Linked DNA regions of Mus musculus: all the other regions are linked to region 4. Evidence: chromatin contacts called from public HiChIP or PLAC-seq and promoter capture Hi-C data. All regions are on one chromosome and are shown on one strand. Each heading gives the region's core, a stretch centred on a gene start, on an enhancer-like site or on the middle of the called end of the contact. The rest is flanking DNA. Distances are from core to core; before and after follow the strand shown. Region 1 holds the start of Map2k5 (mitogen-activated protein kinase kinase 5). Region 2 holds the start of Igdcc3 (immunoglobulin superfamily, DCC subclass, member 3). Region 3 holds the start of Dpp8 (dipeptidylpeptidase 8). Region 4 holds the start of Map2k1 (mitogen-activated protein kinase kinase 1). Region 5 holds the start of Parp16 (poly (ADP-ribose) polymerase family, member 16). Region 6 overlaps Dpp8 (dipeptidylpeptidase 8). Region 7 holds the start of Igdcc4 (immunoglobulin superfamily, DCC subclass, member 4).

Evidence for each region. Promoter capture Hi-C pulls out the DNA fragments that hold promoters and counts their contacts. HiChIP or PLAC-seq counts read pairs in DNA pulled down with a chosen protein or histone mark.
Region 1: a contact with region 4 is called in a promoter capture Hi-C map of pre-B cells, with 2.5 times the contacts expected there. The contact joins the promoter of Map2k5 here to the promoter of Map2k1 in region 4. A contact is called at or near these places in 3 of 39 promoter capture datasets (liver and pre-B cells), 1 of 115 datasets of contacts at active chromatin or transcription factors (large pre-B cells) and 1 of 9 other capture datasets (liver).
Region 2: a contact with region 4 is called in an H3K4me3 HiChIP or PLAC-seq map of craniofacial prominence, with 4 times the contacts expected there. The contact joins the promoter of Igdcc3 here to the promoter of Map2k1 in region 4. A contact is called at or near these places in 1 of 39 promoter capture datasets (neural stem cells) and 2 of 115 datasets of contacts at active chromatin or transcription factors (craniofacial prominence and embryonic forebrain).
Region 3: an H3K4me3 HiChIP or PLAC-seq map of embryonic forebrain shows a contact between it and region 4, with 6 times the contacts expected there. The contact joins the promoter of Dpp8 here to the promoter of Map2k1 in region 4. A contact is called at or near these places in 4 of 39 promoter capture datasets (cranial neural crest, hippocampal neurons, neural stem cells and 1 more), 2 of 484 Hi-C or Micro-C datasets (B cells and CD4 T cells) and 6 of 115 datasets of contacts at active chromatin or transcription factors (the NIH/3T3 cell line, astrocytes, craniofacial prominence and 3 more).
Region 5: a promoter capture Hi-C map of erythroid cells shows a contact between it and region 4, with 6 times the contacts expected there. The contact joins the promoter of Parp16 here to the promoter of Map2k1 in region 4. A contact is called at or near these places in 4 of 39 promoter capture datasets (cranial neural crest, erythroid cells, hippocampal neurons and 1 more), 4 of 115 datasets of contacts at active chromatin or transcription factors (bone marrow-derived macrophages, embryonic forebrain, large pre-B cells and 1 more) and 1 of 9 other capture datasets (liver).
Region 6: a promoter capture Hi-C map of pre-B cells shows a contact between it and region 4, with 2.3 times the contacts expected there. The contact joins the enhancer-like site here to the promoter of Map2k1 in region 4. A contact is called at or near these places in 7 of 39 promoter capture datasets (the C10 cell line, the HPC-7 cell line, HPC-7-derived erythroid cells and 4 more) and 2 of 115 datasets of contacts at active chromatin or transcription factors (embryonic forebrain and fetal liver).
Region 7: an H3K4me3 HiChIP or PLAC-seq map of stem cell-derived neural progenitor cells shows a contact between it and region 4, with 6 times the contacts expected there. The contact joins the promoter of Igdcc4 here to the promoter of Map2k1 in region 4. A contact is called at or near these places in 1 of 39 promoter capture datasets (frontonasal cranial neural crest) and 7 of 115 datasets of contacts at active chromatin or transcription factors (astrocytes, embryonic forebrain, embryonic stem cells and 3 more).

Annotation. Positions count from the first base shown.
Region 1 is chr9:63,376,549-63,379,248 of GRCm38.p6, reverse strand. Map2k5 (mitogen-activated protein kinase kinase 5) reads left to right here and starts at 1,347. Exons shown (of 22, transcript NM_011840.3): 1 at 1,347-2,126. The coding sequence starts at 1,992.
Region 2 is chr9:65,139,757-65,142,456 of GRCm38.p6, reverse strand. Igdcc3 (immunoglobulin superfamily, DCC subclass, member 3) reads right to left here and starts at 1,303. Exons shown (of 14, transcript NM_001357257.1): 1 at 904-1,303. The coding sequence starts at 1,042.
Region 3 is chr9:65,031,178-65,033,877 of GRCm38.p6, reverse strand. It overlaps Dpp8 (dipeptidylpeptidase 8), which reads right to left and starts at 1,420. Exons shown (of 21, transcript NM_028906.2): 1 at 1,255-1,420. It overlaps Gm39362 (a long non-coding RNA gene), which reads left to right and starts at 2,466. Exons shown (of 3, transcript XR_870867.3): 1 at 2,466-2,700.
Region 4 is chr9:64,252,215-64,254,914 of GRCm38.p6, reverse strand. Map2k1 (mitogen-activated protein kinase kinase 1) reads left to right here and starts at 1,310. Exons shown (of 11, transcript NM_008927.4): 1 at 1,310-1,702. The coding sequence starts at 1,623.
Region 5 is chr9:65,213,414-65,216,113 of GRCm38.p6, reverse strand. It overlaps Parp16 (poly (ADP-ribose) polymerase family, member 16), which reads right to left and starts at 1,424. Exons shown (of 7, transcript NM_177460.4): 1 at 1,251-1,424; 2 at 482-765. The coding sequence starts at 655.
Region 6 is chr9:65,073,726-65,076,425 of GRCm38.p6, reverse strand. Dpp8 (dipeptidylpeptidase 8) reads right to left here. Exons shown (of 21, transcript NM_028906.2): 17 at 1,841-1,987; 18 at 538-690. Among named protein-coding and RNA genes, the nearest start is that of Igdcc4, 26 kb to the left of the region's middle. Within about 2 kb of position 1,380, at least 80 of the 459 cell types and tissues checked have an H3K27ac peak or open chromatin away from gene starts, as enhancers often do. A contact at or near this core is called in the HPC-7 cell line and pre-B cells, where this site is marked.
Region 7 is chr9:65,100,099-65,102,798 of GRCm38.p6, reverse strand. It overlaps Igdcc4 (immunoglobulin superfamily, DCC subclass, member 4), which reads right to left and starts at 1,313. Exons shown (of 20, transcript NM_020043.3): 1 at 1,201-1,313. The coding sequence starts at 1,264.

The DNA of each region.
Region 1 (2,700 bases), core at 98-2,597, 880 kb after region 4:
GAGAGACTGCCATTCATATATTTAAAAAAGTGCTTCAGAATATACATGCAAATTTGGCAAATGGTGTTGGTTTTCCCTATGGTACTATGAATTTTTAAAAAGACGTTTTAACAAATCATAGGTTAATAGAAAATCTCTAGTTTTGTAGTTAATTTTCCTTAATAATAGAAATAAAGTTTAGATTAAGAAGTACATGGCAAAATAGTGAATTTTTCTTTAGCACTGAAGAGCAGTTACAAAGGGGTAGTTCCAACAGTACCTGGAGAATCGGTCTACGTGAATTCCTACCTAAGCTATTAAGGAATAATAACTAAAAGATGGTCATTTATCTCCTACAATGGCCTTTCAAATGCAACAGGAAAAAAGCCCAAGTAGAGGAAATTATGCCACAAATTTTGGTATTACATTGAAAATGATCAACATTTAATTGTTCCTCCTCTTACATTAATCACATATCTGTTTATTCCGGGGAAAGTGGACACTGGTCCCACCACCCCACGCACTATGTTTATGCATAATCAGCCCCAAAAGGTAGAGATAATAGCATAATTTAATTACAAATAAAGGGCCTACCTACACGTTGCCATTTGTAAGCAATTCTTTTGTATAGACACATAGATCAACAGGATTATGCACTTTAAAATGTGAGGTAACAAGGCATTTAAAAATAACCAAGGTTTACGGCTACTGCCCTGCTATCACTGACTGCATAAACACTGCAATTTAGCTGAAAATATATGGAACAGACGGGATATTTTTGCAACGGTTGAATAAGATATTATGATGCCAGAAATACAGCTGTCCCCAGGCAGTTAAGCGCTCTCCATTGAGTTTCTTTACTGTTGCTTTTGAGTAGGAGATTGCTTGGTACTGTAGGTCACTGGTTAGGGTAAAGGACCTCACTGAAAAATTCATGCACACTTTGCTAACGTGGGAGAAAAAATAGTGGTATTTTGGAACTGTTAATTGGAAGAAGGGGCATAAAAACATGCTTTTTTTTTTTTTTTTCTTTTTTTAATAAAAAGGTCTTGCCTGGCTCTTGCCGATTTAATGTAACAAACCCGCGGATAGTAAAAGGTATATAACTTGACAAGCTGGTGCTGCCGTCTTGTCCTTCACCGCCTTTTCTGCATGATCAAACCTTAAATTGTTTTACGGACAGCCCCCAGCCGTAGATCCGTGTCTTCCTGGGTTTTCTAGGCTCCTTTACCACTACCTGAAGAGATGGAAGTCAGCCAGTCCTAGCACGAGATCCCTGCTCCGCCCCAGCTGCCCTCTTCCAACATGGCGCCCCAGGAGGCGGGTCCCACATGTCGGCTCCCCGGGTTCCGGCGCCATCGCGTTTTGGTTCCGGAGTAACAGCGGTCTAACGGCCGCCTTCCTCCTCCTCTCGCCGCCACCTCCGCTGCCGGGACGCGGGCCTCAGTCGGACGATCCTGCACGCGCCGCGCCCTCCGGTTCCGGCTGCGGTCCGGGACCCGCCCCTTGACCCCGCGGCCCTGGGCCCCCCTGCCTGGTTGGAGGGCAGGCGCCACCGGTGCACCTCCGAAACAGCCCCGACCCAGCCCGCGGCGCCCGGCCACCGTCCCCTTGCCCACCGAGACACTCAGGACGGCAGGACCCTGGCCACTGTACCTGCCTTAAACCAGGCCGTTGCTCCGCTGTCTCCTCTTACTCACAAGGACTACAGAATGCTTGTGGGTTCTGTTTTGTCCACTTTTGTAACTCCAGGACCTTCCGCTCTCTACTAATTCCTCTTGGCCGGTCCCCCAACAGTGCATCCTCTCCTAGGGACACTCCACACGACCTGGGCCTGGTTTTGGGCCTGCAAGCTCCCTCCTGATCGCTCCTCTTCACTTCTCCCCATCTTCTTGCTCCCTATTTATCGCCTGCCTTCTGTCTATCGTTCCCCTTGTCACTTCTTGGGGCTCCTCCTAAGTAGGGGCAGGTCGGTACCCCTCGCCCCAGGATGTGAGACCCTTTAACCTGTAATGCTGTGGCTGGCCCTTGGCCCCTTCTGTGCCATGGAGAACCAGGTGCTGGTGATTCGGATCAAGATTCCAAATAGTGGCGCGGTGGACTGGACCGTGCACTCCGGGCCGCAGTTACTCTTCAGGGATGTTCTGGTGAGTGGTGACTTTAGTGGCCAAATCCCAGCGTTGGGGATTATGGATCTGGATAGGCAGCATCTTGACCATTGGTGGCCTGAGCTGGCCTCTGGTGGGGTCAACTTACCTGTTTTAACCACAGTCTCGGTTAATTGCACTCACTGAAAACTGGTAAATGTGCAGCGCCCTGGGAAATTGATGTATCCGACTGAACCCCTGCCCTCAGGAAGCTCACAGTCTGGACTGTGACTTACACACCAGTGCAGACAACTGGGATGTAAAGAGTTTTAAAACTGTTTCTTATATTTTTCTCAAGTATTTGGAAAGGATTCCTGCCCTCATTCTAGCCCTGTCACTGCTGAGTTTCCTGAACTTGTGACCTGCTGGGAAAGGGACACCAGGGCAATCTTAGTTTACAATGGTTAAGCAAACCTTAGATGCCACTGAATGGGAGACCTAGACTTAACTATCAATATGGAAAGGATGCTGCCTGTTAGAACTACAGCACATCATTCCGTGACAAACACAGCTCAATTTCAGAGATGTTGAGTGTTCAGGGAAAATTTACATCTTAGAATCAACAGTGCATTGC
Region 2 (2,700 bases), core at 54-2,553, 890 kb before region 4:
AAGTCTGAGCCGCCTCTTCCCCCAATCCAACCCCGCTATAGCTATCGGGGATAAAGTTTCTCTCGGGTGCAGATGCAATATTTTGCTTTTTAGGAAGGAAGGGAAGGAAAGAATAATCCAAATGTGTGTCTGCGAAGGACTTGAGACAGCGGAGGGCTTAGATCCACATCCTTCTTTGCTGAGATGAATCTTTTACAGCCCGGGAGGAAGCGACGGGTAGCCGGGAGAACCCAGGGCAGGGACTCCTAGAGAGCTCCCTCGGGGAAGGGCGGGGCCCTGGGCAGCACCGCTGGTAGGCGCTTGCCCTGGGCGACCCTTTCCTCCAGCTCTCCCAGCCCTTGGCAGGATCGCCCACTCAGTCCACCAGGAATCTTTCCTTCCTGTTCGTCGGATACCCCCGAACCCAGTCCCAGCTCTAAACCCTGGGGGATGCCTTCTCAGCCCAGTGCAGTAGAGTCCCGGACCCCGACCCCGATCTGTCGCTTCCGGCTTCGTTCGCCTCGGGCTACTCAGGGTCCCCAGCCGAGCTCTGTGCACCCGGGCTCGCCTTCCTCTGTTGGGACTCCTCCGCTCTTTCTCCTCGGGCTTGTTTCCTCCACTCCGCACTGCCAGCTTGCCTTCCCAACTCCCGCTTTGCTCCGCTCCCAGTTCCTCTGCCCAGAATCGGCATCCTGCCCTGAACCTATCCTGAGCCCCGAAGGCGTAGAAAACCGAGCCCCGGCCCTCTCCCGGGGTTCTCCCGCCGAACCCCTGCAGTCCTTCAAACTACCGGCAGCCCTGCCGGAGTGGGTTTCCCCGTGCCCGCAGCGCGCTGTCCCGCCAGGTCCCTCCAGCACGCGCTCCTAGCGCAGGTTCCCGCAGTGTCCCGGGGTCCGCCCCTCTCGCCTGGGTCCTGAGGCTCACCCAGGCTTGGCGCAGGCAGCGGCAACAGCAGCAGCAGCAACAGCAGCGGCGGCGGCGGCGGCGGCAGCAACGGCGGCAGAAACCCGGGCCGGCGCAGCGCGGGCAGGCGGCGCGGGGACGCGGTGCGCGGCTCAGCCATCGGTCTCTCGGTCCGCTGGGCTCGGCGACGCACGGCGCTACTCAGGGGGGTGGTTGGGGTCTCACGGGCTCACAGCGTCCCGCGGGGCCGGCGCCGGAGCCGGGGCCGGGGCTCGGGCCGGGGCCGAGCCCGGGCGGCGGGAGGCTGGGGCCGCATGCCGGCCTTAGCGGGGATCGGGTATCACGGAGAGCGCCGCTTGCGCCATCTTGCACCCACCGCGGCGATCTGTCAGCCGCGCCCGGGGTGCGCGCTCCGCACTCCGCCCGCGCCCGCACCGCCCTCCTCCTCTGCCCGCCGCCCCCCTCTCCTCCCCTCCCCCAGCCCCCTCTCCCTGGAGGCCGGGTCTGGGGAACAAAAGAGCCGGCGAGCGCTTTAAGCGGCCGGACATTCCCGGCTGCGCAGCGGACGCGCCCCCTGCGCTTTGAACTGCAGCGGGAGCTGCCGCGCCGACCCGGACTGCAGTAAGGTATCCGCTCCTCGTGGTCCGTCCGGACTTGAGGATCTGGGAACGTGAAGACTGTGAGAGAGGGTCCCAGCTGCGGAAAAACACGCAAAACTGAGGTGTTTGCGTCCCCCCACTTTCTCAGCGGTGTCTCTTCCACTATACCCAACTCTGTGTTTTTAAAGACAATTCCCTTAAAACTGCTCAAAGTTGTTAGACATTCGGTATCCTCTAGGTTCCTTGTCCTATTCAAGGGATGAGTTGTGTAGCTTCAAGACTGGCTTCTCAAGGCTAAGTTAGGGCACTCCCGTAGGTGAGAAGAGCACCCCTAACATAAGAGCCCCATAGAAACCCGAGATCCCTCCCAGTTCTGCCTGCTGTCCAGCCCAGTCATTCTCACTGAGTTGGTCTGAAACCTGAAGACAACACTATATTCCCTCAACTTTGCGGATCTTTAAGAGCAAGGGTCCAGGTAAATGACCTGTAGCTGGGTCAGCACACTGGAAGGTACAGTCGCCAGCAACTTCTCTTTGCTATCGTATCTGATGTCTCACATATGGGAAGACAGCTCTTCAGAGAGACATATATGTGCTGTCCAAGTTGATGTTGAGTCTTGTCTTTTTACTACTGTATGCAGACATATGTTGGGGTCCAACTTGATGGGGGAGTCCATCAAAATTACAGAGCACCCACTTAACCCTGGTAGCAGTGTCTGTCTCTGGCAGCATTTGGAGGCAAGAGTGTAATGGCTTCTCACCTCTCCTAGCCCAGGGTGGCCTTGAATCCACTTTGTAGTAGTGGGTGATCTTGGATTGTTTAATCCTCCTGTCTCCACCTTCCAAGTTCGAGGAGTACAAGTATTTGGCACCATGCTTTCATGCAGGTAAGTAAAGAAGGCTTGGTTCAGCAGGGAAAGGAACCTGCAGCCAAGCCTGACTCACCAGCATCCCTGGAACCTACATGGTTGAAAAAGAAAATGACACCCATAGGAAATTATTCTCTGACAGCGAGCCACACTTGCACCATGGCACATGTACAAACATACACACATAGACACACACACACACACACACACACACACACACACACACACACTCACACAGAGTAAATAGATAAAATGTTCTGCAATTCTCTAATTTAAATCTAATTTAAAAAACTTTCAGAGGAGTCCAGGATAATGGCACACATCATTAATCCCAGCACTTGGGAAGCAGAG
Region 3 (2,700 bases), core at 171-2,670, 780 kb before region 4:
GAAAGAATAAATTCAGTACAATAAAAAATGTGTATTATAGGTCATTGTTTGCAGAAAGGGAACTTGAATTTAACAACTAAATTTTGTTCACTTCTCTGTTTGTAGCCAAGGTTAATCTTGAACTCAAGATCCTCTTGCCTCGGCCTCGCAAATGCTGGGGTTACAGGTATGCAGCACTATACCCAGCTACAATTTCTGACAAAGCTGTCCTATTCTTTAAGAGTACTCCATTTTGCCTTCTTTTTCTTGCCATAATATTGAGAATAAGTGAGATAGGTAGCTTTTCTAAAAAATAATCACGAAGCCAGTTGATAGTCTAGCTTAGGGGGAAAAATGTGTGTTATTTTTGCAACAGTAAATAATATGTTATCAGTTTAGACTCCAAGCTCTGTATGCCACATAGAGATGAAGAAGCTATGTGGCAAGAGGAGGGTAAAAATGTTAGCAGCAATAGGCTAAGAGTCAAGACACCTCCCCAAAGCGCGAAGCCCCTCATTCTGAAAAATGACATATTGTGTTAAAAAGAGCTTCGGGATTCTTGGGGTGGGGTCTCTAGAAATGGCATCCCGTAGCTTTTTACGGTAAGAACCAATCAGTCGTCTAGACCCTGCACACCTCACTGGAGCCTAGCCATTTCACTTTTCTGTGTCTACAGCTGAGAAAGTTTATCCGACGTAAAGGGCTTGAAAGCTATGAATGAGGAAGGAGGAGAGGTGTGGCAGCGAATGTGGCGCGAGAGGACAGTAGGAACAGCAAGGCTTAGTTAAAAGAGGATGAGCAAGCTGGACAGGAAGGGCAAGGACCCTGCTGCGAATGCGTGGAACAGAATGGCAGCGAGACAGTGAGCGCGGAGGGATGGATCTAGAGTGAAGCAGGAGGGAGGGAGGAAGGAACACCCGGCTAGGGGAAAGCAGCGAGTCCAAAGGCGAATCCCATCCGCCACTGGCGGACCTCAGGCGAACCCCTTCGCCTCTGCGGATTTCCGTTTCCTCCTCCGAATGCCCGGACTGTCCCCGGCATCCCAACCCAAGCCAGGCTCTATCAAGATAACGGACGTGGGAGTCCGAGCGGGCAGCAGCCAGCGTTCAGGGGCGCCCAGTGAACGTTGGCAGCCTCGCAATCCGAGTGTGCGCTTCCTCTTCCGGCCAACGGGGCCCAGCCACCCGCTCTCCCGGCGGGAGCGGCCCGAGGGCGGCCGGCCGGAGCTCCGTGGCCTCGCGGGCGCAGGGGAGGGAGAGCGGGCGGATACTGCACCTTCCCCCCGGGCCCGCCCGGACCGTCCGGATGCGCTATGGAGCGGGCCTACGCCGCTTCATGCCGCGCCGCCTCCGCTCCCGTCGGGGCCACAGCAGCTTCCTCGGCGGCGGCCCCCGCGGCCCCCAGGCAGCGGACGAAGGGACTTAAAAGCGGCGGAGGCGAAGACAGCACCGGAGGCCTCGGCACTTCCGGTTCCCCGAGCCCCGCCCTCCGACAGAGGAAGGCTAGCGGCCGGACCAAGAAAGGATGACTCTCGCTTCTGTGCGCGAGGGGGCCCCACAGCGCCACCGAGCGGCGGGAGGAGGTGCCGCACGTGGACTGCCTGACAGGAGGGAAAACATACAAGGTTAGAAGAGAAAGCAACATTCACCCCACCTCTGTTAGCTACTCAAAGTAAATAAACTTCATGTTCACTGGCCGGTGGGATGGCTCAGCAGGTACAGGCACCTGGGCCTACAAGATTTCTGAAAGAACAAGCCAGGTCCAGCAGGCGCTTATCCAACCTCTATATCCAATCTCTGTCTGTCTCTGTCTCCCTCTCTCTGTCTCTCTGTCTCCCTGTCTCTGTCTCTCTGTCTCTCTCTCTCACTCACACACACATCCCTGCGTTAGAGCAGAAAGCCAAAATTCCTGCCTTTTTGAGATGACAGAGGCCAACCATGGCTTTGGAGACCTCAGCATTACAGTTATGACGGAAAAAAACAAACAAACAAATGTGAATTTGGATACAGAAATTTTTCTTTTCTTTTCTTTTTTCTTTTTTTAATTTTTTTTTCAGTGACGTTTACATTTTATTTACGTCAGTAGCACTAAAATACATTCCTCCTTGAGGGTCACATTTCCACAACACACATTAACACCAATCCATACTCCATAAGTGCCCACACCACCTCCCACCAAAACCAAGCAAACTCAGCAAACACTTCCTGGTCACTTCCTCAAAACCCGGGTGGGTCCTGTCCCGGCTCCTAGCTACGGCAGTGCCCAGAACTCACAAAGCTTCCCCTTTCCACACTGCGGACCCATCTCAAGCTCACCAACACTGTTCATCATGTGCTCATTTTTTTCTTTTTTTTTTTTTTTTTAACTAATTGATTATTTATTTTATGTATATGAGTGCTCTATCAGCATGTACACCTGCATGCCAGAAGAGGGCATCAGATCCCATTATAGATGACTGTGAGCCACCATGTGGTTGCTGGGAATTAAACTCTGGACCTCTGGAGCAGCAGCCAGCGCTCTTAACCTCTGAACCATCATCTCTCTAGCCTCCAGAACTTTAATGTTAAAGATCTTTAGTAGACCACCCATTCTTTGTTGGGTTGGGGTCTTCTCTCTGTAAATGGATATAACAACATTGGCATTCAGTAGTGATAAAAGCTAACAATGCCTGTGGCACTGAGACATGAAAGATGGAGAAATAAGGCCTGGAGGTGGCTGCTA
Region 4 (2,700 bases), core at 61-2,560:
AATTTTTCTTTTTTTTAAGATTATTCATTTATTATATGTAAGTACACTGTAGCTGTCTTCAGATACTCCAGAAGAGGGAGTCAGATCTCGTTACAGATGGTTATGAGCCACCATGTGGTTGCTGGGATTTGAACTCAGGACCTTTGGAAGAGCAGTCGGGTGCTCTTACCCACTGAGCCATCTCATCAGCCATTTTAGTTTTTCACGACAGGGTTTCTCTGTGTAGTCCTGGCTGTCTTGGAACTCACTCTGTAGACCAGGTTAGTCTCCAACTAGGGATTTCCACCTGTTTCTGCCTACCGAGTGCTGGGATTAAAAGTGTGTGCCTGACTTTATTTTTAATGATGTTTGTGTGTGTTTGGGTATGTACACAAGAGTACATGTACCCTCAGAGGCCAGAGGCATGGTATCCACTACAGCTGGAAGTTACAGGTGGTTGTGAGCTGCCCAAACACGAATGCAGGGAACCCAACTAGAGTCCTGTTAAAGCAAGAAACACCCTCAACTTCTGCGCTAGCTGTCCAGGCTACTCCAAACTTGACTTTGCCAAAAGGCTTAGAAAACGAAAAAGAGGATATGAGATTGGATACATTTAGGTCGGCTGACCCCATTAATTAGACTTCAATCTGCTCTCAAAATAGGCTTCACTAATTTACCACCTCTGCAGCACGGAGTTCTCAGCTGTGTACCTCCATTTTAGTAGAATTAAAATAGAAAAATCATGTCAGTTTAGTTTAAGGAGTCTCTTGACAAGTTTTCTTTTATTTTGAGACTGGGTCTCACAATGTATCCCTGGCTGTGTAGACCAAGCTGGCTTCGAATGCGTACACATCAGCCTGCCTCTGCCTCTTGTACTGGAATTAAAAATGTGCACTCCTGGCTTTTGTTCAATTTAGTTTGCTCTTACTCAATTCCGCTTGGCCTCAGGACACGAAAAGGGGTCCTTTTCTTATTTATTTTGTACTTTTGTCTGGGTCAAAATGACCCAGCCCAAGGGAGGAGAAGAGTTGAGATAAATAGGCCAAGCAGCCCCACTCAAAGGCAAGATGACCTGCGTGCAAGAACCTCGTACAGCAGCCACCTGGATACCGCTGGTCAGCAGAGGGCGCCCGGAAAGCCTCCCTTTAACTCCGCCCCAAGCCAATGCGCCGCGCCTCCCGTGACGTATTTCCGCGTCATCTGCCTCTGAGGCTAGTCCCCATTGGCTGTCGGCGAAGCGACGGGGGCGGAGTCAGGCGGGCGTGAGGGAAGCGCTGCAGCCCCCGTGGGGGCGGGGCCTGCTCGTTTCCCCGCCCCTCCCTCACCCTCCAGTCCCTCACTGGGACGTCTGTGCGCGGCGTCTCGGAGCGCCGGAGCAGCGGTGGCCGCACTTTCTCCAAGCTGGGGCTGTAGCTGAGCTGTGGGTAGTGCGCAGGGAGCCGTCCGAGCCCGAGGAACCGGTGTGCTGAGGCGAGAGTTCCCGGCCGGCGAGCGCGCGCAGCTGGTTCTCCGCGTGGGTTGGGCGGAGGGTCCCAGGAGCGCGGCGTTGATCGAGCCGCCCCGACTCTGGGCAGAGCCGAGGGAGGAAGCGAGAAGCGGCCGCGCGCTCCCTGCTGAGTTGCAGGCTCTTTCCCGGCTGCAAGATGCCCAAGAAGAAGCCGACGCCCATCCAGCTGAACCCGGCCCCCGATGGCTCGGCGGTTAACGGGACCAGCTCGGCCGAGTGAGTACCGGGAGTGGCCGGGAGGCCGCCACCGCCAGGCGAGGCTTCGTCACGTACGGCCCGGCTGGCGGGGGGCGAGGAACTCCGGCCGCCGGGCTATCAGTGACTAAGCACTGATTGGGTGCCTGACTCACATCGACCGTGCACCCTACAAGTCCCGATCCCCCTCTTTCCCAACAGTGTCTGTCGTCCCTGGCCACCGACATCAATCTTCGCCCAAGAAAACGAAACCTAATGCGTCCCCCCCTAGCTATTGCCTAAAGGGCATACTCTGGGATTCTGGCCTGTAACAAGACGCAGAGCAAATTCAGGTCGCTTCTCATTAACCTTTGAGACCTCCTCGGGGTCTGAGTGTGGACTTGGGATGGGTGAGCCCCATTTACTTTTGGTGCCTGACACCTGTGGGGCCTTGTGGCCGGTTGATCGCCTGGCCAGCGGGGGCGTGTGTTCACAGATTTCCCCATGGCTTTTCCCTGGTTCACTTTGGGGACTCCCTCATCCGTGGCCTTTTTCTTGAGAAGTACCTTGCTCGAGGGAGGAGTCTCTCTTCATCTGTCCGTTCATGCAACAGTTCATCCCCTCACCGGTTATTCTCCCAGCTTTGCTTAGTTGACCGGGAGCCGGAAATTGACTTGAGGCATAAGAACGATGACCAGGGAAACAAAGCCAAAGGTTGCTCGGTATCTGCAGGGGCCAGTGTTGCTTACAGACAGATAAGAGTTTATTTCATAAGGTGGGTTTCTGAGCCCACCTGTTGGGTTTCTTCTTCATCTTTCCCTGAGGTCAGGAGACTTGAGAGGTATCTGATAAAATGAAAGTAGCTTCAGGCATTCTGTCCTTTGGAGATTATTGTAACCCCCCTCCCTCCTTTCCCTAGATTTTAATAACTCAGGACCTGTTGGTATGGTTACTGTCATTGATACCTGCAGTAGTATCAATGGCAGGGCTGGTAGTGGTGGATTTGTGTGAGCATAGCCAGATTATTAAGACTTGCTTCA
Region 5 (2,700 bases), core at 175-2,674, 960 kb before region 4:
GCTGAAACCTGTAATCCATCCCAGCACTCCGAATTATAAATCATCAGAAAGTAACAACGCCTATGTGCACTGCGTGGCAGTTTATATAAGTACTGTTAATATGTAACTTCATCTGAAGGGCAAAGTCTAACTAGTTGCAGAGGGAGGGACAACTTCTTATCTAGGCAGAACAGCTGGTTCAGATCAACGCCCCTTTAGGGCCACACTAGAGCGTTTTGTGGAGGACTATGTAGCTATTCCATCACTCCTGGGATTAAGTCACTGACAAAAGGAAGCAGCCACCGAATGACCTGGCAGTGTGTCTGCACGAGGGTGTTTAGGAGTGTTCTTGCTGATGGGAACCTTCCCCAAGGCCAGGCTGGGTGGGAAGTCCAGGGAATTGGCGTGTTTTCTAACACGGGTGGAGCTGCTCCTGCCTGCCGTTCCACAGGGCCACTTGGCCCAGGATGCAGCGAGCAACGGTGGATCAGGACGGACTCACCAGGGCCTCGAAGTCCTTACAGTCGTGGCGGGCGTAGGAGGCGGGGAAGGGCCGCAGCACCGAGTCCCGCTTGTAGCTCTGCAGCGCCGAGGCGAAGAGGCTGCAGCGGAGGTCCGCAGCCAGCACGTCGCGGCTCGCTGCCTCCCTGGCTGCTGCCCTGTTGGAGAGCTGCATCCCGGGCTCGTAGCGCGTGGCCGGGAGGAGACAAGGAGGGGCAGCGCGGGGCCTGGGCCCGGGGGACCGTAGACCGTCTGCTGCCAGGTTTTCCAGCCCGGGGGGTGGAGCTAGGCAAAGGGGTGACAAATTGACATTGGTGAGAACGCGCCGGCGAGCGTCCTCTGCAGGACACTGGGCACGGTCGCTCAGTGCGGGGAAACACGGGATCTGGGAGAGTCGCCTCTCGGGTCCCGCCAGTCCCGGAGTCCCCGGTATGGAGTTGTCGCTATTGCACCCGGCGTGGGTAGTACCCCGGGGACCCGGCCGATCAGTCCTGGCCGCCCCACACTGCCAGCAGCCACCGCCTACCTCCCCGCCCGCCGCTCTCACGCCGCTCCGCCCACCCGGCCCAGGCCCGCCCCTTCCCGCGCCCTTGCTCAGCTCGCGCCCGCCCACAGGTCCCGGAGGATCCCAGCTGCCCCGGGTGCTGGGCAAAGGTGCCCAATGCGGCTGCTAGTCATCCTCGCCACCGCCCCAAGTGGAAACCGCCCCGGGACCCGCCCCGGGGAATTGTCTTTGTCCTGGCTCCACGGGTTGAGCCAGCCTCGCTCACCTTGGGAATTGCCACCTGTTGAATAAATCGGTTTCCTCTGGAGCTGACACGTTGCACACAAGAAGCCACTTGATACCCAGGGAAAACTGAAGGTCGGAGTGACACAATACTTTCTCAAGACACTGTAGCCGACCCAAAGACCTTCCTCTCTACCTTACAGCCTCCGCAATTCTCTGAATTGCTCAAATGTCTGACCTCAGATTTCCCAGGATCCTCCTCCTTCGAAGGCCTCTAACAGGAAGTCGGGAAAACAGGCACTGGGAGAACAATGACCTAACCCTGCCGAAGGGAAAAGACCGGACCCCAAGATGACTCAGCAACTGGTCGAGTAAAGGCACTTGCTGTCCGTCCTCACGACCTGAGTTCTATCCCAGGATCCCATATGTTAGGAGCTAAGTGACTCTAGCAATTTGTCCTATGACTTCCACACCTGCACCAAGGCTCAAGTGTGCCCACATGTGAACGTATACACAAAATAAATAAATGTAGGGCTGGTGAGATGGCTCAGCGGGTAAGAGCACTGACTGCTCTTCTGAATGTCCTGAGTTCAAATCCCAGCAACCACATGGTGGTTCACAACCACTGGTAATGAGATCTGACTCCCTCTTCTAATTCGTTTGAAGACAGCTACAGTGCACTTATGTATAATAAATAAATCTTTGGGCCGGAACAAGCAGGGACTGAGCGAGCAGGGTTGACCAGAGCAAGCAGTGGTCCTAAATAAAAATTCAATTCCCAACAGCCACATGAAGGCTCACAACCATCTGTACAGCTACAGTGTACTCACATACATAAAATAAATACATTAAAAAATTAAAATAAAGGCAGGAGGATTTCTGAGTTCGAGGCCAGCCTGGTCTACAAAGTGAGTTCCAGGACAGCCAGGACTATACAGAGAAACCCTGTCTTGAAAAACCAAAATAAATAAATAAAATAAAATAAAAAATGTAAGAACAGATTCCCTTTACCTCTTCTTCTTCAAGACCTCACTAGAAAAAAAGCACTTGGCCTTCTGGTCACATAGAAATCTAAGACCAGTGCTGAATTGTTAGACTAAAAGTCCCCTTTAAAGACCCCACACGTGCTGAGAGGTGGTGGCTCACGCCTTTAGTCCCAGCACACCAGAAGCAAAGGCAGGCATATCTCTGAGTTCAAGTCCAGCCTGGTCTACAGATCAAATCCCAGGACAGCAAGGGCTACACAGAGAAACCCTGTCTCAAAAAAAACAAAAACAAACCCCAAAACAAAACTTTACAAAAACAAAAACAAAAACAACCATTAATTAGATAAATAAACATACACACACACTGGCTCTGCTCTCTGAGAAATCACCCCCTTCTTGGGCATCCGAATGGGACCTGGCCCTGTGCTCCTCAGACTTCGGGAGGGAAGACAGGCAGAACTATATTCTCAGACCCTAGAGAGCTTCCCAGGCCAAACAATGATGCAA
Region 6 (2,700 bases), core at 131-2,630, 820 kb before region 4:
CACAGATCTACTGAGGACTTAACTGTTAAGCACTGTTAACTGTTGAGGATATACCAGAGAATAGGACAAAGATGTACTTTAGTAATTAAACAAGTAGTACAATCCAGTAACTGTGTGTGTGTGTTTTACTAGTCATGACTTTTAATCTTTGGCATGTATAAGTAGTTAAAAATTGGTGCTCAGGCTGACAAGTGTTTAAAAAGCTATGTTAACACAAAAGGTACATTTCCCATGTTGCAAAACACAAACTCAGCAATATTGTAGAGAAGTCTCTACAATATTGGCAATACCATGAGCCTTCAAAAAAATTACCACTTCCAGGTGTCTTCGATGAACAGAATTCTATCTAATTACAAAAACAAACAAGAGAGCTGGGTGGTGGTGGTGAACAACTTTAATCTCAGCATGTGGGAGGCAGAGGCAGGGAAATCTTTGAATTCAAGGCCAGCCTGGGCTACACAGAGAAACTCTGCCTAAAAAAACCCGAAATCAAGAAAACAAACAAGCAAAAACTGAAATACAATAATAGCTACGTACCCGGAAGATATCCGACCTCTGCATTAATGCCATCAGGGAGAGGTAGCCACCATAGGACCAGCCGTGGATGCCCACTCGATCCAAGTCAATGAAGTCATACTGAGATGCTAGGTACTGGAGTCCTTCCACTTGATCATCGATTTCTATTTGACCCTGTCAAAGAGGGGGAAAGCTCACTGGCTCTGATGTACACTAGAGTCTTTGAGAATTCTTTTTAATGCTGCTTCATGTTTTTACTAAAAATTCCTGGAGAGTTTCTCTTTTCAGATTAGAGTTTAATTAACAAGTGATATTCTATTTTGCCCCAGGAAATGTAAAATAAAAATGCTTCTATAGGTAAGGACCTGCTACTCTGATGGGGGTTTAGTCCCCAGGCCTTTCCTGTCATTGCCCACACTGTCCCTAACTACATCGTGTCTCCCACTCGTTTGTTCTGTTGTCTGCTAAGAGGCCAGCAACTTCCTTGTAACAAGCCTTCCTCTATCCAAAGACAAAAATTCAGCCCCTTTAAGAGATTAATTTTACTTCTCCTTTTAGCACTTAAGTGCAACAAAACAGAGGACATTACCCCTGAGGCCCTAACTTCCTCTTTTCCAGCATTTTACCTCTAGCAAAGCTCTGGACGGCTTAGTTCCTGCCAGTACCACCCAGGGTATCACTTGGCCTGCCAGTACCACCCAGGGTATCACCTGGCCTGCCAGTGCACACAGTCTCGCTTCACTGAGCCAAAACCAAAAAAATAAAACAACCAAAAACTTACATGAGAATACAACATAAGGTCAAAGAACTGTCTGTGGGAGAGCATCCCATGTCTTACTCAGCATGTCCAACACACTGGCAACCACAGGGACTGCCTTACAGTGCAAAAGGAACATCGGCCTGTCATCATTTCCCAAAGCAGCAGAAAGGACCTGGGGCATCTCTAAAAGGTAGCATTTAAAGCTTCCTGCAGAGAGAAAGAGGCTTGTCACAAGGAAGGAACTAACCAGTCGGTTTCCCTCTTCACAGAGGACAGAACAAATCTCAATTATTTCTTAGCTACATATGGGTCTCTGCACGCTAGATGGGGCTGCTTTGTAGGGAGCTGCGGGTACAACTTAGAAGAGTATTTTTGTGCAGAAGTGGTTCTACCTCAGCTCCTGGGCATTGCATACAGGTAACCAGGAGTGAGTATAGTGTAAACCCAACTGTGCCTTCCTTCCCACTGCTCAAGTCTAACCCGTGCTCCCTCATTCTGTCACTTAGATCCTCCCCCAACTCAAAACGAAAACATTTGAAAAGAAAATGCTCTATGTTCACACACCATTTTATATTTAAAGGCGCCTTCAAATTTAAGTCCTCGGTGACAGGATCCCCTGTTGTCTATCACCACAACCACATAACCCAGGGAGGCCAGGGTGTTCAGGCGGAAATACTTGACTCCTTTAAACCGATTGTTCACCAGCTGCACCTGGAAGAGAGGCGCATCTTGAGTGGAGTTGCGTGGCAGCATACAGAGCGTGAGAGGGGGGTCCACGGCGAGGCGAGCACCAGGAAACTGAGCTTCCTACTTCTCTTCCCGTTGAAGCGTAAGTGTGACGGGATCCACTTTTAAACTGACTCTCGTCTAGGCATGTTTGTGTTGCTCACACTTAGTCTCACACTTAGAGCTTCACGGCAAATACCAAACAACTGCAGACTTCATTCTAGCTCAGATAGTTAAGATTTAAGTAAGGTAAGATAATCCACCCCACAGAGAAAGTTGCCAAATTATCTACACCAAAGAATATGTCATTCAAGTAACAGTGACAAGGACAATTAAGACCATCTTCTGGCCCCCCTTGTCTCTGTTGCTGAGTGACAGCGAGATGTAGCATTCTAATGAACACTGTTATCAGTCCGGCTATCTCTCTCATGTTAGACAAATTAGTGTAAAAGTATGATTTTTAAATCACTTTATCACCCTAGAGACTACCCTTCAAAGTGACACAGAGAGAGACTGCGTCTGGGGCTTTACTAGAAAAGGAGCTGTAGCTACTGAGAGGAGGAGTGAGCCATGCCCTGCACGCTCGTGTTTCAGTCAGCTCAGGGCACTCATGAAGTGGTGGTCCCGTGGGATCACAACGGAGCTGAAAATGTCTAATGACAGCACAGCTGGCGGGACACGGTGCATTTCTCCTGGGT
Region 7 (2,700 bases), core at 64-2,563, 850 kb before region 4:
TGTCTTGCGGGGAGAGCAAGGGTCCGAGCTGTTTCCAGCACTCTCCCACCCGCTGTTTTCCTGGAGATGGGCCTGGGGTTGGCCCAGCGGAGGCTCCTTTCCACCACCCCCCGCCTCCCTCCCTGTCTCCCTCCCACGTGGCCTGGCCCAGTCTCTCTGGAAAGCCGCAGCAGCTGGAGAAAAATCCCCCTCCCCACCCCCACTGCCAAGTCCCTCCCCGACTCGCCCCGGACACATCCTTAACTCCCCCCTCGGCAGGGAAGGCAAGAAGTAATCGAACAAAGCGGGCAGCCCATCCCCCTCCAGGCCCTACCACCTAACCTCCTTTGGGCTGTCCCCCAAACGCACACCCCACTGAGAGTGAGAGGGCCGGGGGTGGTAAAAACAGCTTTGGCATACACACTTGGACACTTCGTCTCCCCCCGCCCCCAGTCCTTTCTTTGGTGTGGACAGTTGTGATCCTTACCCTTGACCCTACCCAACACTAGGACCTGGGCACTGGAGGGGGCCTTGCTGATCTCGTCCACGCTTCCCTGGTCCGCCCTTGGGGGTGGGGCAGGAGTGACACGCGTCCCATCCAGAGAGCGAGTGTTGGACGCGTTCGGCAAAGCAACTGGTTTCCTGCCCTTCCCCCAGCCCCACTCCGAACCCTGGGTTTGGGTCCACAACACCTCCACATTCCCCCAACCTCCCTAGCTGGCCCCAGGGGCCACACCCATTGGGCAAAGTTGAGTGTGGTTTTTCTCACCGCCGCCCCCATCAAGAGCAAGGACACTCCCCAAAAGCCAAGGCCAAATATTAGCTCAGTCCCATCCAGTTACACACGCACCCGACACAAATGGAGGTGTAAGTGTACACTCCCTCCCCGCCCGCTCTCTCAGGCACACTCGCGACCGCGAGACGCTTGCGGGCAGGGCAGAATCATGTCCCGCTTGCAGCCACCCGCGCGCTGGCGATGCTACCCGGCGCCTTAGGCACGCGCTGTGGACACGTTCCCCCGCAGGACACCCCCACCCCCGCAGGACACACACATGCAAACCTCACATGCACAAGGGCCACGCGCAGGGGGACACGCACGGTGCCAGGCTGTGCACAGCAAGGACACACACCCCCTGGGGGCAAGTCCCCACAGCCCCCGGCGCGCAAGCATCGCGGGCGCCGGGGACGCCCACTCGCGACTGCGGCCACCCGGGCCCTTACCGCGCGCGGACAGCAGGCAGAAGGTCAGCACCAGGAGCCCGCGGCCCGTGTCCGCCCGCGCCATAGGGCCGGGCTCGGGCCGCTGCCGCCGCGTCCGGGCGCCTGGGCCGCCGCCGGGGGAGGGCGCGCCGGGCGTCAGTGGCTCCGGGAGGCGCGGCGCCGCGGGCGGGGGCGCGGCCTCCGGGGCCGGGGCCCGAGCGGGGGCCGGCGCGGGGGCCGGGGCCGCGGCCAGCTCGCCCGCCCCTCCATCGCCATCTTGGGCTAGCGGCCCACGCGGGGGCGCCCCGCCAGTGTGGCCACCCTGCACCACAGGGGACACGCGCCCGCGCGCCACCAGCCTGCTCCTGCGGCTCACTCAGCACGCGGGAGCCTCCCGCTCCTCGGGTCACCTCAGGCTCCTTTCTGTTCATCTTTTTACCTGAGCCTCTGGATCTCTGTTCCCTAACCCTACCATGACTCTACCTTCAGGGTCGCCTCCACCTCTGTTCCAGGCTCAGTTCACTGAGACCTGTCCTTTTCCAACTCACAGCCTGACCTGAATCCTGTTTAGCCTCTCCACAGGCTGCACCAACAGACTCTCTGAGGACACTACAATTCCTTGTCCCCGCTACCTCTTCCATGCCAAGCTGAGGGATTCTCTTGGCTTCCTTCCTTCCTCCTCAGTAGCCAACCCAGTCTGTACTGTGTTCCACCTCTGTGAGGGACAACGAAGACTTGCTTACCACCATTTTACATACCTGCATACTGGGAATATTTGGGTTTGTAGTGGGGACTCCCTAAGGACAGGAGGCTTAAAGCAGCAGGTGCAGGGCCTGCTAATGGTGTTGAGCCTCCACCGGTCCACTCTCTTTTTCAGAACTGCCTCTTTTCCAACTGAGCTGGCCAGGTTAGTTGCCTCAGTGTGTCTAAAGCTGGGGGAATCAAATGTCAGGTTGGGTTGGGGAGAGAAAAACATACTAAACGTCTATTTAAAATGATGCGTTTGTGATGGGAGAGATGGCTCAGCGGTTAGAGTGCTTATTGCATTTGCAGAGGACCTAGATTTGGTTCCGGTACCCACCCAGGCGACTCACATCAGTCTGTAACTCTAGCTCCAGGAGGTCTGATACCACTGGGCTCTGTGGCATCTGCACCTACAAGCAGACACACAATTAGATACAATTTAAAATAAATAAAAATTATATATATATATCCGGATTTTGAGGCTAGAGAGGTGGCCCAGTGGCTAGAGTGCTTCCTGCCCTAACAAAGGACCTGGGTTCTGCTCCCAGCACCCATATGACAGCCATAACCATCTGTAATTCCATTTCCAATGAATCTGATGCCCTCTTCTGGGCTTTGTAGGCACTTTCCTGCACATGGTGCACATAAACTCATGCAAGTACACACATACACATAAAAAAAAATTTTTTTTTAAAGGAAAAATGCTACATTCTTCCTTTTCTTGTATCCATTGGCATCCCCATGATTTAGAATCATTTCCATTCCGGCTCACATGCT